Linked DNA regions of Mus musculus: region 1 is linked to region 2. Evidence: chromatin contacts called from public HiChIP or PLAC-seq data. All regions are on one chromosome and are shown on one strand. The core of a region is the stretch at or near the end of the contact, and the rest is flanking DNA. Distances in the headings are between cores, read along the strand shown.

The links. HiChIP or PLAC-seq counts read pairs in DNA pulled down with a chosen protein or histone mark.
Region 1: a contact with region 2 is called in an H3K4me3 HiChIP or PLAC-seq map of bone marrow-derived macrophages, with 2.6 times the contacts expected there. The contact joins the promoter of Hspa8 here to the enhancer-like site in region 2. A contact is called at or near these places in 3 of 39 promoter capture datasets (the C10 cell line and second pharyngeal arch cranial neural crest), 3 of 115 datasets of contacts at active chromatin or transcription factors (bone marrow-derived macrophages, embryonic stem cells and heart atrium) and 1 of 9 other capture datasets (adipose tissue).

The regions. Positions count from the first base shown.
Region 1 is chr9:40,798,178-40,804,784 of GRCm38.p6, forward strand. It overlaps Hspa8 (heat shock protein 8), which reads left to right and starts at 3,099. Exons shown (of 9, transcript NM_031165.5): 1 at 3,099-3,171; 2 at 3,741-3,950; 3 at 4,241-4,446; 4 at 4,562-4,714; 5 at 4,797-5,352; 6 at 5,563-5,765; 7 at 5,988-6,186; 8 at 6,286-6,518. The coding sequence starts at 3,746. Snord14c (small nucleolar RNA, C/D box 14C) reads left to right here and starts at 5,406; the gene lies at 5,406-5,492. Snord14d (small nucleolar RNA, C/D box 14D) reads left to right here and starts at 5,818; the gene lies at 5,818-5,904. It overlaps Snord14e (small nucleolar RNA, C/D box 14E), which reads left to right and starts at 6,571; the gene lies at 6,571-6,607.
Region 2 is chr9:40,573,720-40,580,633 of GRCm38.p6, forward strand. No RefSeq gene overlaps it. Among named protein-coding and RNA genes, the nearest start is that of Gm48277, 19 kb to the left of the region's middle. Within about 2 kb of position 1,617, at least 99 of the 459 cell types and tissues checked have an H3K27ac peak or open chromatin away from gene starts, as enhancers often do. A contact at or near this core is called in adipose tissue, bone marrow-derived macrophages and second pharyngeal arch cranial neural crest, where this site is marked.

The sequences.
Region 1 (6,607 bases), core at 1,849-4,348, 230 kb after region 2:
ATACCTCGCCTCCACCTATAACTACTCTCAGGTAATCTGACACCCTTACACGTAGATACAGTAATAAAAATAAATCTTCTTTAAAAGATCCCCATTCCACTTTCAGGACTTCTGACTTTACTTTGTGACCCACAGGATTAATGAAGGCTGCCTTTGTGGGCCCAAGTGTGCGCTTAGCAGCTAGAGCAAAGCTTACTCACACCAGTGGTTCCCCACTGAAGACAGACTTCCTCTCCACTAGGGTGAGGCAGAGCCCCTGAGCCCCTCCCCATTTGTGACTATTTAGACAGTCCGTCTTGAGAGGATCCCATGCAGTGATGGCAGCCACTGACTCCGGAGTGCCACTGCCATGTCATGCCCAGGATGTCATAATCCTCTGCCTCTTTCTTCTTTCAACCCCCTCTTCCCTCATGCTTCCTGAGTCTGGGAGGTGATACGACATCCCTGTAAGGTTGAGCACCTATCAGTCGATTGAACTCAGCATTAACCTAACCGGCATTCTCTGCAGAGGGAAGCTGAGACTGCACTAATCTACAACCCCCTGTCTTGCAGGGCCTCAAATGTCCCCTCCTCCTTTTCTGTCTCTTGATAAGTGAGATTATAGGTTGGCTCCTGAGATGCCTCGGCTGGAATGGTCATCTGATAAAGTGAAGCCTGGGGCCACTAAGACTCACTAGAAGCCGGGCATGGTGACCCACGCCTTTAATTCCAGCACTTGGGAGGCAGAGGCAGGCCAATTCCTAAATTCCAGACCAGCCTGGTCTACAAAGTGAGTTCCAGGACAGCCAGGGCTACACAGAGAAACCCTGTCTCAAAAAACAAAAACAAAACCAAACAAACAAAAAGACTTCACTAGAGTTAGTCAAGTCTTTTCCCTGTAGATGGGGTTTCTGGTGAGATTCCTGGAAGCTTGCAGGCTCATGGCTGGGAAGGTAGAAGGGTACTAAGGAGTTGTTAATTTGCTGGAATTCTTATTTTTCCACTGGCAAGAGGCTTCAACTGGATTGCCAGGCAAGGGGCCTGCTCTCTCCTTCTCCTACCCTCAGCATTTCCTGTCTCCCCATGCTGCCTCAGTTTGACTTCTTTTGAGACGGGGTTTCACTGAGTTGCTCAGGCAAGCCTTTGTTTGGGCAGGGCAGGGCAGGCAGGCCTTGTTTTAGACTCTGGAGTCGCAAGGGTCACAGGCCTGAACCACCCACCTCCCATCCCAGAATGTAAGCTTGTGAAACAGACTCCGGCTCTAAATTTTTAAAAATTTACTTACAGACTGACAGTCTCATATATCCTAACTTCTGTCTAGCAAAACTTTTGATCCTTCTCCTCAGTGCTAACTAAAAGCTCGAACCACCACACCTTAGCTTAAAGAAAAAAGAAAAAAGTGGAGAGGGTGATTCCAAGAAAAAACAGTTGTGTCTATTCCTATAAGTAATGTCTCTGTGTCTCACTTTCCCTCAGGTTTCTAATATGGGGTACTACATACCTTAGAAAAGTGTTTTGATATTTATAGAGAGCACTTTACATGTTATGTACACTTTAGGTTAGCAAAAAGCATTGTATTAAAACGATCTTCTTGAACTGCAACAGAGTTACATCCTTGTACATCCTCCCATGAACTCCAAGCCAACATTCCTCCCGAGATGCAAATACCAAAGAAAAAATTTATTTATGACTGTCTTAGTGATTACTAGCTTTTGACAAGGACAAAGAGTCCCCGGTCTTCCGCTAGCCTTCCTCACGTGGTCTGGAGACCTTCCAATTTAAACGCCACAACAGTATTCTTTAAAAAATAAAAAGACAACCTATCTAACTAATAAAGAGCTGCACTCCCTGCCTATTTGAAAGGACGCGTGGAAAGTGCTAGAGAGCCGGGTGTGACGAGGCCCGGAACGCCCAGCCTCCAGGCACTGCGGTTTCAGAGTCTAAGCACTCGCTCCGGCCATTGGCTCAGTCACGTTTTCAAGGACTCAGCGCGGCCGGGCGTTTAATTTTTGGTAAAAGTCAAGTCAGGAGAGACATTACCTCATGTTACTGAAAATAAAAAGGTCGCGATCACTCTATCAAGGACACGGGGCTGCCGGAAACCAGGAATGCCAGTGCCTAGCTCACCCACAAAGGGACAAAAAACATTTATCTTTCGTACATTTATTCCATTAACTGATGAGTCTGGTGGAGCAGAGAGGGGACAGAGGTCACGCTGTCCCCTGTGGGACAGCGGAGGTGGGGAGGGGCGTTCGGCTCAGGGGTAAGCAGAGAGGACTGGGCCATTTCTTTGATAGAGGATCACAAACGATCCTGGGGACATGTGGCGAGCCAGGCAGATCGAGCCTCCGCACTGGGGGGGGGGGGAATCGAGGTGTCCCATTTTGTGGGGGGTGAGGGGTGGGGAAAGCCAGCGAGATAGCGCGGCGGCTTAGCCTCCCACAAGCTGGCAGCACGAAACAAGAAGCCTAGCAGTGCTCCTTAGTCTCAGGCTGGGGTGGACCAAGCCCGAGGCCGGGAAACCGCCGGGCTCAGGGAGAAGGACCGAGGGTCGTGTGGGGGAGGGGCGCAACAACCTTCGCAGCCATTTTGTCCTCGCCCCACTTCCGTCTTCTCTTCCCGGACTCCCCCTCCCTCAGGCTCTTCTCTCAGGCAGCCCGGGGTCCCAAGAGGTAGGGATCCGGCCGAACGCTGCTCTCATTGGTCCGTCGCGGAGGTACCCGCCTTCCTCCCAGGGCATCCTTCCGCCCCCTCCCGCCTGCGCTGCCGGGTCGCGCACGCGCACTCGCCGGCGACCCTCTCCCCTCCCCCAGCAGCTCTGAGTGACAGAGGACTCCCGCGCGCGGGCTCCCGGCGCCCCGCCTTCTCCGCTCCCCCCGGGCCGTTCCCAGAGCGGGGGCGAGCGTGAAAGTTCCAGAACGCCGCGGTCGTGCGTCATCGCGAGGCGGGGCGGGGAGAAGGCGGGACCTAGGCGAGCGTTCTGGCTCTTCATTAGTGCAGTCGGCAAGGGCTGGTCGTCCATTGGCTAAGAAGCTATGATCGGCAGCGGGATGGGGCGGCACCCTTCTGGAAGGTTCTAAGACAGGGTATAAGAGAGAGGGAAGCGGGCGGAAACCGGTCTCATTGAACGCGGAGGCAGCTGCCTGGCATTTGTGTGGTCTCGTCGTCAGCGCAGCTGGGCCTACACACAAGGTGAGGCATGGGACTCGGGGGTTTGCGGGGGTCCGGGGTGGTGCAGGAGTCCCGGGGAGTCTCTTAGGCGGCGGCTGCAGCTCAGGCCGTCACCACCAGGGACAGAGACTGCAGCAGATCCGGAGGATGGGCTGAGTCAGGGCGGCGCCGCCATGGCCTTGTGGCTCCGCGTGGCGGGGGAGGGGAGCCACAGGCGCCCTGGTCTTTTTATCCTGTCTGTGACTTCAAATATAAGGCTTCTGCCCGGCGCCCACAGGGCAGGGCCCCCCGAGGTGGGAAAGGGGGATCCTGGCTCCCGCGGTGCGCGGTCCGGGTGGGGGGGGTTCGGGGGGCGCTCGGAGGTGGCCACGTGCTCCACCATTGTCGCAGACCTTTAGGACAGATGGTTCCTTGAGCCTTGGGCGGGCTGTGCCAGGCTTGGCACAGACCACCTATACTGCAGCACTGCTGCCACGAGCCTGCCGCGTGGCTTCAGGTGATAGGTCTGGGTCACCAAGTCCAGACCCACTGCGGACTGGATAAAAGCCGGAAAGCGAGTGCTTAGCCCCCCTCCTTTTTTTTTCTAATAGCAACCATGTCTAAGGGACCTGCAGTTGGCATTGATCTCGGCACCACCTACTCCTGTGTGGGTGTCTTCCAGCATGGAAAGGTGGAAATTATTGCCAATGACCAGGGTAACCGCACCACGCCAAGCTATGTTGCTTTCACGGACACAGAGAGATTAATTGGGGATGCGGCCAAGAATCAGGTTGCAATGAACCCCACCAACACAGTTTTTGGTAAGTCGCCAGCATCTTTGTGCCACTAGCATGAGTAAAAGGGCTGGGGGGCAGGGCATTTGGAATGTAGAAACAGATCTGCCTTAATAACTGCAGCCTGAGATTGCAACTGTTTAAATATGACAATATAAGGCCACAAGATTTTAAATATGGGCCTTGGCTTCCTGCACTAGAGATTACGTCCATCTAGATGGGTGCTGCAGGTTTTTGTTTTCTGTTTTTTTGGTTTTTTTTTTTTTTGCAGTGATAGGCACTAAGGAGTGTGATGAGGTATGTTTAATATTTTACAGATGCCAAACGTCTGATCGGGCGTAGGTTTGATGATGCTGTTGTTCAGTCTGATATGAAGCACTGGCCCTTCATGGTGGTGAATGATGCAGGCAGGCCCAAGGTCCAAGTGGAATACAAAGGGGAGACAAAAAGTTTCTACCCAGAGGAAGTGTCCTCCATGGTTCTGACAAAGATGAAGGAAATTGCAGAAGCGTACCTCGGAAAGGTGGGTTTTTTTTTTAACAGGTGCCATTTGAGATGGGTGTTACCTTTATGTTTAATTCACACATTCTGATCGGGAATTTGCCAACCAAACAATTGTGCAATTCATTGTTTTTTAGACCGTTACCAACGCTGTGGTCACAGTGCCCGCTTACTTCAATGACTCTCAGCGACAGGCAACAAAAGATGCTGGAACTATTGCTGGCCTCAATGTACTTCGAATCATCAATGAACCAACTGCTGCTGCTATTGCTTACGGCTTAGATAAGAAGGTAGGCATTTCAAATCAAGTACAACTTTGTTAGGGTTAACTTGCCAGAAACAGGCCTGAGCTAAGAATGTCTTATTTGACAGGTCGGAGCTGAAAGGAATGTGCTCATTTTTGACTTGGGAGGTGGCACTTTTGATGTGTCAATCCTCACTATTGAGGATGGAATTTTTGAGGTCAAATCAACAGCTGGAGACACCCACTTAGGTGGAGAAGATTTTGACAACCGAATGGTCAATCATTTCATTGCTGAGTTCAAGCGAAAGCACAAGAAAGACATCAGTGAGAACAAGAGAGCTGTCCGCCGTCTCCGCACGGCCTGCGAGCGGGCCAAGCGCACCCTCTCCTCCAGCACCCAGGCCAGTATTGAGATTGATTCTCTCTATGAGGGAATTGACTTCTATACCTCCATTACCCGGGCTCGATTTGAGGAGTTGAATGCTGACCTGTTCCGTGGCACACTGGACCCTGTAGAGAAGGCCCTTCGAGATGCCAAGCTGGACAAGTCACAGATCCATGATATTGTCTTGGTGGGTGGTTCTACCAGAATCCCCAAGATTCAGAAACTTCTGCAAGACTTCTTCAATGGAAAAGAGCTGAACAAGAGCATTAACCCCGATGAAGCTGTTGCCTATGGTGCAGGTAAATACATACAGCCTTTATAGTCTTTATAATCTCAACAAGTCCTGTAAGATTCGCTGTGATGATGGATTCCAAAACCATTCGTAGTTTCCACCAGAAGTACTGTGTTGGCTAGTTCCTTCCTTGGATGTCTGAGCGAATGAAACATACATATGTTGAGTAGACTGCAGTTACAGTGCGTTGTTTCTAACATTTTTTTTCTTTTTATAGCTGTCCAGGCAGCCATTCTATCTGGAGACAAGTCTGAGAACGTTCAGGATTTGCTGCTCTTGGATGTCACTCCTCTTTCCCTTGGTATTGAAACTGCTGGCGGAGTCATGACTGTCCTCATCAAGCGCAATACCACCATCCCCACCAAGCAGACACAGACTTTCACCACCTACTCTGACAACCAGCCTGGTGTACTCATTCAGGTATGTTGTCCCTAGAATTTTGTAGCTTGTATAGAAAGCCCAGGGAAGTTCCTCGCTGTGATGATGGATTCCAAAACCATTCGTAGTTTCCACCAGAAATGCTGTGTTGGCTAGTTCCTTCCTTGGATGTCTGAGCGAACTTATCTTCCCCAAATTTGAGCTTAAGCCACACGAGCAGTAGTTTCTAAAATTGGATGTCTTAATTTTTATTGTCTCTTCTAGGTGTATGAAGGTGAAAGGGCCATGACCAAGGACAACAACCTGCTTGGAAAGTTCGAGCTCACAGGCATCCCTCCAGCACCCCGTGGGGTCCCTCAGATTGAGGTTACTTTTGACATCGATGCCAATGGCATCCTCAATGTTTCTGCTGTAGATAAGAGCACAGGAAAGGAGAACAAGATCACCATCACCAATGACAAGGGTAAGTATGGACCTGCTGCTTTCTTTCTGAATAGAAAGAACAAGGTTTGCTCTTACCATTAAAGAGACATGCTCATGATTTTGTAACTTTCATCATCAGGCCGCTTGAGTAAGGAAGATATTGAGCGCATGGTCCAAGAAGCTGAGAAGTACAAGGCTGAGGATGAGAAGCAGAGAGATAAGGTTTCCTCCAAGAACTCACTGGAGTCCTATGCCTTCAACATGAAAGCAACTGTGGAAGATGAGAAACTTCAAGGCAAGATCAATGATGAGGACAAACAGAAGATTCTTGACAAGTGCAATGAAATCATCAGCTGGCTGGATAAGAACCAGGTATGTGTTTTGCCAATAAGTAGATGTTCATTCAGAAAAGGGCTGAGAGGGGTCACAATGATGATGAATGGTCCAAACATTCGCGGTTT
Region 2 (6,914 bases), core at 367-2,866:
CCTTTTCTCTTCTGCTCGCCTTCTATTCTGTACAGCATCCTCTGATAGCAATTACACACCACACTAAATGCATATATTTAATCTCCCCACCTGAAAGTAGCTATTTTTAGAGAAAACCAAAATCACTTCTAATGTCGCTATCCAGTGCCTATAGAATTAGTCTGTGTAATATATTCGCAGTCGGTGTAATCTATTTGCAGACTTAAAAGTATTTTTTAAAAGTACTTTTTAAAAGGTATTTTTAAAAATTAAAAATTGCAGATATAGATATAGTCTGTGTAATCTATTTGCAGACCTAAAGGATGTATGTTTAAGAAAAATTATCCAATCACTCAAACCATGATGCAAATGAACCAGGTTCTAAGTTCCAGGAAAAGCCTCCACAGTGATATGTTTTGAAGCCAATAGACTGGCATCTGTCTAGAGTATGTATCCCAACATGGAACCTCCCTTTTTTTTTTTTTTAGTACTCTTTTGGCCATGTTTTGCCCTCCATCAGCTCCTCCTAGATCCTCTCCAACCTCCCTACCCACCCAATTGTATGCTCTTGCTATTTCTCTTTCTAAAATGACTAAAAAATTTAAAAGAAAGCTAAAAACCCCACAAAACCAAAATTCAAAACACACAAAAGATCAGTGAAACCAAAAAGAAAAGAGAGAGAGAGAGAAGAGAGAGAGAAGAAAGAGAGAGTGAAAGAAAGGAAGGAAGAGAAGGAAGGAAGGAAGGAAGGAAGGAAGGAAGGAAGGAAGGAAGGAAGGAAGGAAGGAAGGAAGGAAGAAGTAAAACAAAACAAACACACACACACACACACATTAATCATGTCCATTTTATACTGACTAGCTACTCCTGGGCATGGGGCTTGACCTACAATGTGGTTGATATACCCAGTGCACTCCATTGGAGAAAACCAATTGTCCCTTTGCCCATAGGTAGCAACTGCAAATGGCTTCTTAGTTAGGGATGAGACCCAAGTTCACTCCCCCTAACACCTCCCCACCCCCACCCCACCTCCCGCCACCCCCACCCTCACCCCCATCAGCCCTGGTATCTTTTCTAGCTTGAGCCTGTGCAGGTCTTGTGCATGTTGCCATAGTCACTACGAGTTCATGGTGGTTTCTTTCTTTTTTTTTTTTTAAAGAAATTGTATTTACTTTTGCATATGGGTACTTTGCCGTTTTGCCTGCATATGTGTCTGTATACCATGTTTGTACCAGGTGCTTGAGGGAGATCCCTGGGAATGGCGTTCCAGGGGTTATGAGCCACCATGTGGGTGCTGAGAATAGAACCTGGGTCCTCTAGAAGTGCAGCCAGTTCTCTTAACTGCTGAGTCTTCTGTCCAGCCCCCACAATAGAGATGGAGTAGAGACAGTCCCTGACTGTAAACAGTATGTGCGCTCCAGGCGCTATTTCTGCAGCTGTGCTTTTCCCGCCTTCCACTCCTTCTGTGACCCTGAGAAGTTCCAGTACCCAGATCATTCATTCACTCACATGGTCAAACTGCCACAAGTCAAACACTGTGTTCTCTTTTGTAATCAGAAACTTCTGGAAGGGTAGGAATGTGGTCAGTGTGGGTTGCACTGTATTGCATAAGCAGGGTGTTTATACGAATGAACCCTTCTTTCAAACATCAGATGTCTAAGACGTCTGGCCTCTAGGGACCTTTCCCTACAAGGGTCTGATAGACTATTCCAGGTCTCCAAGCTTCCTCCACTCTGAATCCTGTTGTACTTGAGCCAGAACCAGACGGGTTGACATTAATTGCTCTCTAATTGTTTCAAGCATGCTATTTTTATCTTGCCCAGTACGCTGTACTGCAGAGGAGCCTGGCCCTTTGCTTTCACAACACTCTGTCCTCCCAGCATTTAGCAGAGCCTTGCTGATTGATTTTTCTACGAGCTGTAATTATTTTCAAGACTGTCTGGGAATATGGCTCTCCCTGTCATTGTTGTCTCTGTTTTTTTTTCCCTGAAATTCCCCCTTCTCACTTGCAGCATCTCCCTCTCACTCCTTTGTTGGTGTCTGGCTTGTTCTCATCCAAACACCACTTCATTCTCCATCTCTCCAGAAGAGCAAACCGTATTTCACCCATCATCAACACCACTGAGTTTCTCTCTGGCAAGAAACGTTATTCCGACCAGCCACCTCGGGACTTCTATTCATCTCTCCACCACGCTTACTAAATACTTGCAGAACCTACTTGAGTGAATGAAGGCTTTGCTTTGAGTCGGTGCCTGTGCTTTCAGTTTTCATTAGCTCAATACTCAGTTAAAGGTACTGGAAACAGACTGGATCACAAAGTGAATCGATCTGGTGACATGGTGACTTGGTCTAGCCTCCCCTTGCATGACTCTCATGCTCTCACTGACCAGCTGTGGGGACTGGAGACAAATTCACAAGAAGGGGAGAAGGGGTAAGTACTGGTAGTTAGTTTTCAAGTCAACTCTCACTTGCCTAGTAAAGTGGTTGTAAAGCATCAATGATAAGAGGCTGGATTCAGCTTCATGTTCACTGGGGTCTGAGTCACAGCCAAGCATGTTATGTATACCGTCCTCTCTGAGAGTCAGCTTTGCTACAGATAAATGGGTGCAGTCAGACTTACCTCCTGGGGTTACTGTGGGGTCCATGTGAGGCATACGTGGTTCTGAGCTAACAGTACTCATGATCTTTGACTCACAGTGTTATCATCCCAGATGAACCAATTCTTCCTTACCATGACCCCATCAAAATGTCCAGTCAACATCTTTCAGGACAAAAGAATCCAGTTACTAACCCAACTTGTGGATTTGTAACTGTTCAGTGGAATAGGAGACACTCTGAGGAGGAGACACAGGATTATCTTAGCCCTTCCCACTGCTGTTAGGGACAATGGGAGTTGGACTTTTCTGTCTGCTCAGTCCAATCTTACCCCACGAAGTGCACTCCACAGACCACTTCTTCCTTCCTGTCAACCAAGATAGTGATCAGGTCATTTACAGATTATGCTATACAGATATACAGAGTAAATGGCTTGACTGTAGACGCGCAGGACTCCGTGATTGCCAGGCATCCGTTATGTGCCAGCTATGTGCTCTTGCTTGCGGAGTTTTGAATTCCTCTTCTGAAAATGGGATAAGAAGATCACTTCTGGTAGAGCAGCTGTGATAATTCAAAGAGATAAAGTTTCAAAAATGCTTAGTACAGGGCAGGGCACGTAGTAACTGTGCAGCTATTCATGGTGGTAGCTGTAAGTGCAGAGGTTCAAGGGCAGCCTTGCTCCATCTCTAGGACACCTTTACAGGTGTCTGATTCTCATCTTCACACCCACCACTCAAAGCACAACTCATGCCAACACGGACCCCAAAGAAAATTAACCTGTATGCCTCTTATTTGTCTGTTATTTATTTATTATTTTCTGTGTTTGTTTTTGAGACAGGGTTTCTCTGTGTAACCCTGGAACTCACTCTGTAGATCAGGCTGGCCTCAAACTCCAAGATCCACCTTGCTGGAATTAAAACCCTGAGCCACCACTGCCCATCTAACCTGCACGACTTTCAATCGGTGTATTTTCAGTGTCTTCATCAGAAAAGCTGGGTCCCCACTGTCCTCCACATCCTGGGCCTGGCACAGTGTGAAAGCAAAAGTGTCAACTGCTTCCTTCCTCAAGTGGTTGTAGGCTCTGACTTTCACCATGCGACTCAGACACCACACGCTCAGATGGCTTCCTAATTAATGTCAAACGATCACTGTCTTTCAGATGTGTGGTACTCGGTACACAACTAATTAGCTGTTCTGAACATTCCAGGTTGAAAGTGGAGCCGGGGTGATCACAGAGCCTTTGAGGCTAAGGGCTCCCGAGATTCTATTTTGCCGAGTGAACTCTTGCCTGTATGGGTCTTTGTATTCACAGAGACATTGCTAGGGACTTTCTGACTCTTAGGATTAATCTAACTGGGGTGGTCATGATGAGCCTGTAGGAATGTGATCTAAATGGAAGAAAGAGTATATAGAAAGGCACATTGTAACTACTTTTTCCCTTTGGCAAAAATGGTGTATGAGGGTTCAGGGGTCGGTGGGTGGGGTTGAGTGGGTGGGTGTACAAGCATGCTCACAATGGGTGGGCACACATGCCTTCTAAATCATGGGCTTTGGACACATAATACTTTGTGACCCACACAATCAACTGTGGGGAAAATAACCCTCTGAGAGCAGGTCACACTCATAGTGACAGAGCCACATTTAAAATCCATGTTTTAAAAACCGGAAGGAGAATCCCCTTGAGAGACTTGGGACATGGCTCAGTGCTTAAAGCATTTACCCCAAGAGCATGAGGACTAGAGAGCAGATCTCCAGAAGTCACATAAATGACAGGCGAGCATGGTGGCCTACTGTGATCCTGGCCTGGATCTCCCACGCAAGCTAGCTAGGGAAACCAGCCATATTGGGGAGCTCTAAATTTAACAGAGAGACCCTGCCTAAGTGAATAAGGTAATCTTTGGAGTAGTTCCCAGCACCAATCTCTGCCCCACTTGAACAGGCAACCACAAACACACACACACACACATGTGCAAGTGCACCCTCATATATACATGCCCATGTACATACAGAGAGAGGGAGAGGGAGAGGCGGGGGTGGGGGGCTGCCGGGGAACTGAGCCTAATGTCACATGCCTGTAGTCCCAGCATTCCAGCTGGTCAGGAGGGAAGATCAGTAGTTTGTGGTCAATCTGAGCTACATACCAAGTTTGAGATCAGCTCAGTCTACGTGTAAGGCCCCATCACAAAAATAAACAAATAAAACAGAGAGTAAATACATTAATTAAACTAATGACTCCAAATGATCCAATTTTCCAAATTCGGCGTACACGCTTTTCTCTCTGACACACAGAGATACTGCGTGACTTGTCAGGACAGGTTGAGTCCCCAGATTCATCACCCTTTTAGCTTTCCTGGTGCCCTCCAGCTCTCCCCCCGCCCCCAGCCCATTTCCCTCAGTCCCCCACCACTTTTAATCCCCGCCATCCTCTACCCAGGACCTACCAGCTTCTCCTTCCTAGACTAGCAGCATTTGCCTTAGCTAACCAATGGAATATTCCTCGCCAATTTTCAGGCTGAATTTCCCATTCTCTTTTCTCCCCCATCTCCAGTTCCCCCAAGGTAATATAATTATTTTAATAGGAGCTTTCTGTAAAGGGTAAGGTACTTTCAGATCACACCAGAGATAACCTGCTTGCTCCACCTCGACTGGGAGTTGCCCCAGCAACCGCTCTGATAGAAGCTTGGATGATCACATGGGGAAGGCCAGGAGGTGGCGAGATTAATATAGAATAGGGTTAAAAGGTGGGGGAAGCAGGAAGAAGCCTTTGGGAGATGGTGTGGGCATAAGCAAGATCAAGTAGGTTATCACATTGATTGGAGAGCTGGCCTTGTTTAGATAGGACACGGGGACCAGGTAGACACGGGCATCTCTGTTGTCACAAACCCACAGTCTCTGTTCCCTTTTTGTTTTGTTTTTTTTCATCCACGGTCTTCCAGGTCACACAGGCAGCTCAGGTGGCTGAGTCGCAGGTGGCTGCTGAGCAGTAATTTTGATTTTCTGCCAGTTTCCAGGCAGGAAAGGGGTAGCTAACACTACCTTATTTGAGCGTTTGCTGTGGAATCAATTGCAGAAGGATGTTTATTCCACATTTATGACAGTTGGGAGCCGTCTTCCAAGACTGCATGATGGATAATGACTGTGGGGCTCTGTATTTAGCACATGAATCATGTCTGTCACGTGAGCTGTACCTCCCTTTGCTTCTTTGCTTGCACACACACACACACACACACACACACACACACAGAGAGAGAGAAATTGGGAGCAGGTGAACAGGGGGTTCTTGTTTCCAGATATCACAGAGAGATACAAAGGCCTAGAAAGAAATAACATACCACTGTACAATTTCACAGGACACCAACATCCCCCTTCCTATCTGCCTGGGTAGTCATGGCTGGAGCCCTCTACCTCCTTCCTCATCGATACCTGCTATCTGTTGTTCAGTCTTCCCATGTAGCTTGTCTGGAACACTATTTGGGGTTCAGGAAGCAGAGGTTAGAAAAACCTCTGGATGTTCATGGCCTCCCGTGACTAGAGTTGATCTGCTTTTGAGATTTACTTAAAATTGATTCTGAGTCCCCATGCTCCTAGCATTGTAAGGAGCATCCGGTCAGCTCCACCGCAGAGCCACTCAGCTGGGGTACCTGCTTGTCCTGACTTTAATTCTTGCTTCCATTTCCTTCAAAAGCAGTGGTTCTCAACTCATGGGTGGAGACCCCTTTGAGGGTTGAACCACCCTTTTACAGGGTTCCATATCAGATACCCTGCATATCAGATATTTACATTGTGATTCATAGCAGTAGCAAAATTACAGTCATGAAGTAGCAACAGAATAATTTTATGGGTGAGGTTCACTACAATGTGAGGAACTGTATTAAAGGGTCGCAGCGTGAAGAAGGCTGAGTACCACTGCTCCAGGGTATACTGTCACCTTAACACACACACACACCACACACACAGACATACACATGCACACACACACATACACACCTCATACACATACATACATACATACATACACACACATACACACCACATACACATACACACACACCACACACACACACCATTCACACATACACACACTATACACACACACACACCACACACATACACTCACATACACACATACACACACACACACACACACACCACACACACATACACTCACATACACACATACACACATACACGCACACACACACCACACACACACACACACACACACACACACACACCTGTGCACATATGCACCTACCTGCTGGGCAGCCCCAGATCCCATCTTATCTTCTTTCTCCAATGGCTGCCACCCCCAGGTTCTGTGTTGAGCAGACACTTACGAT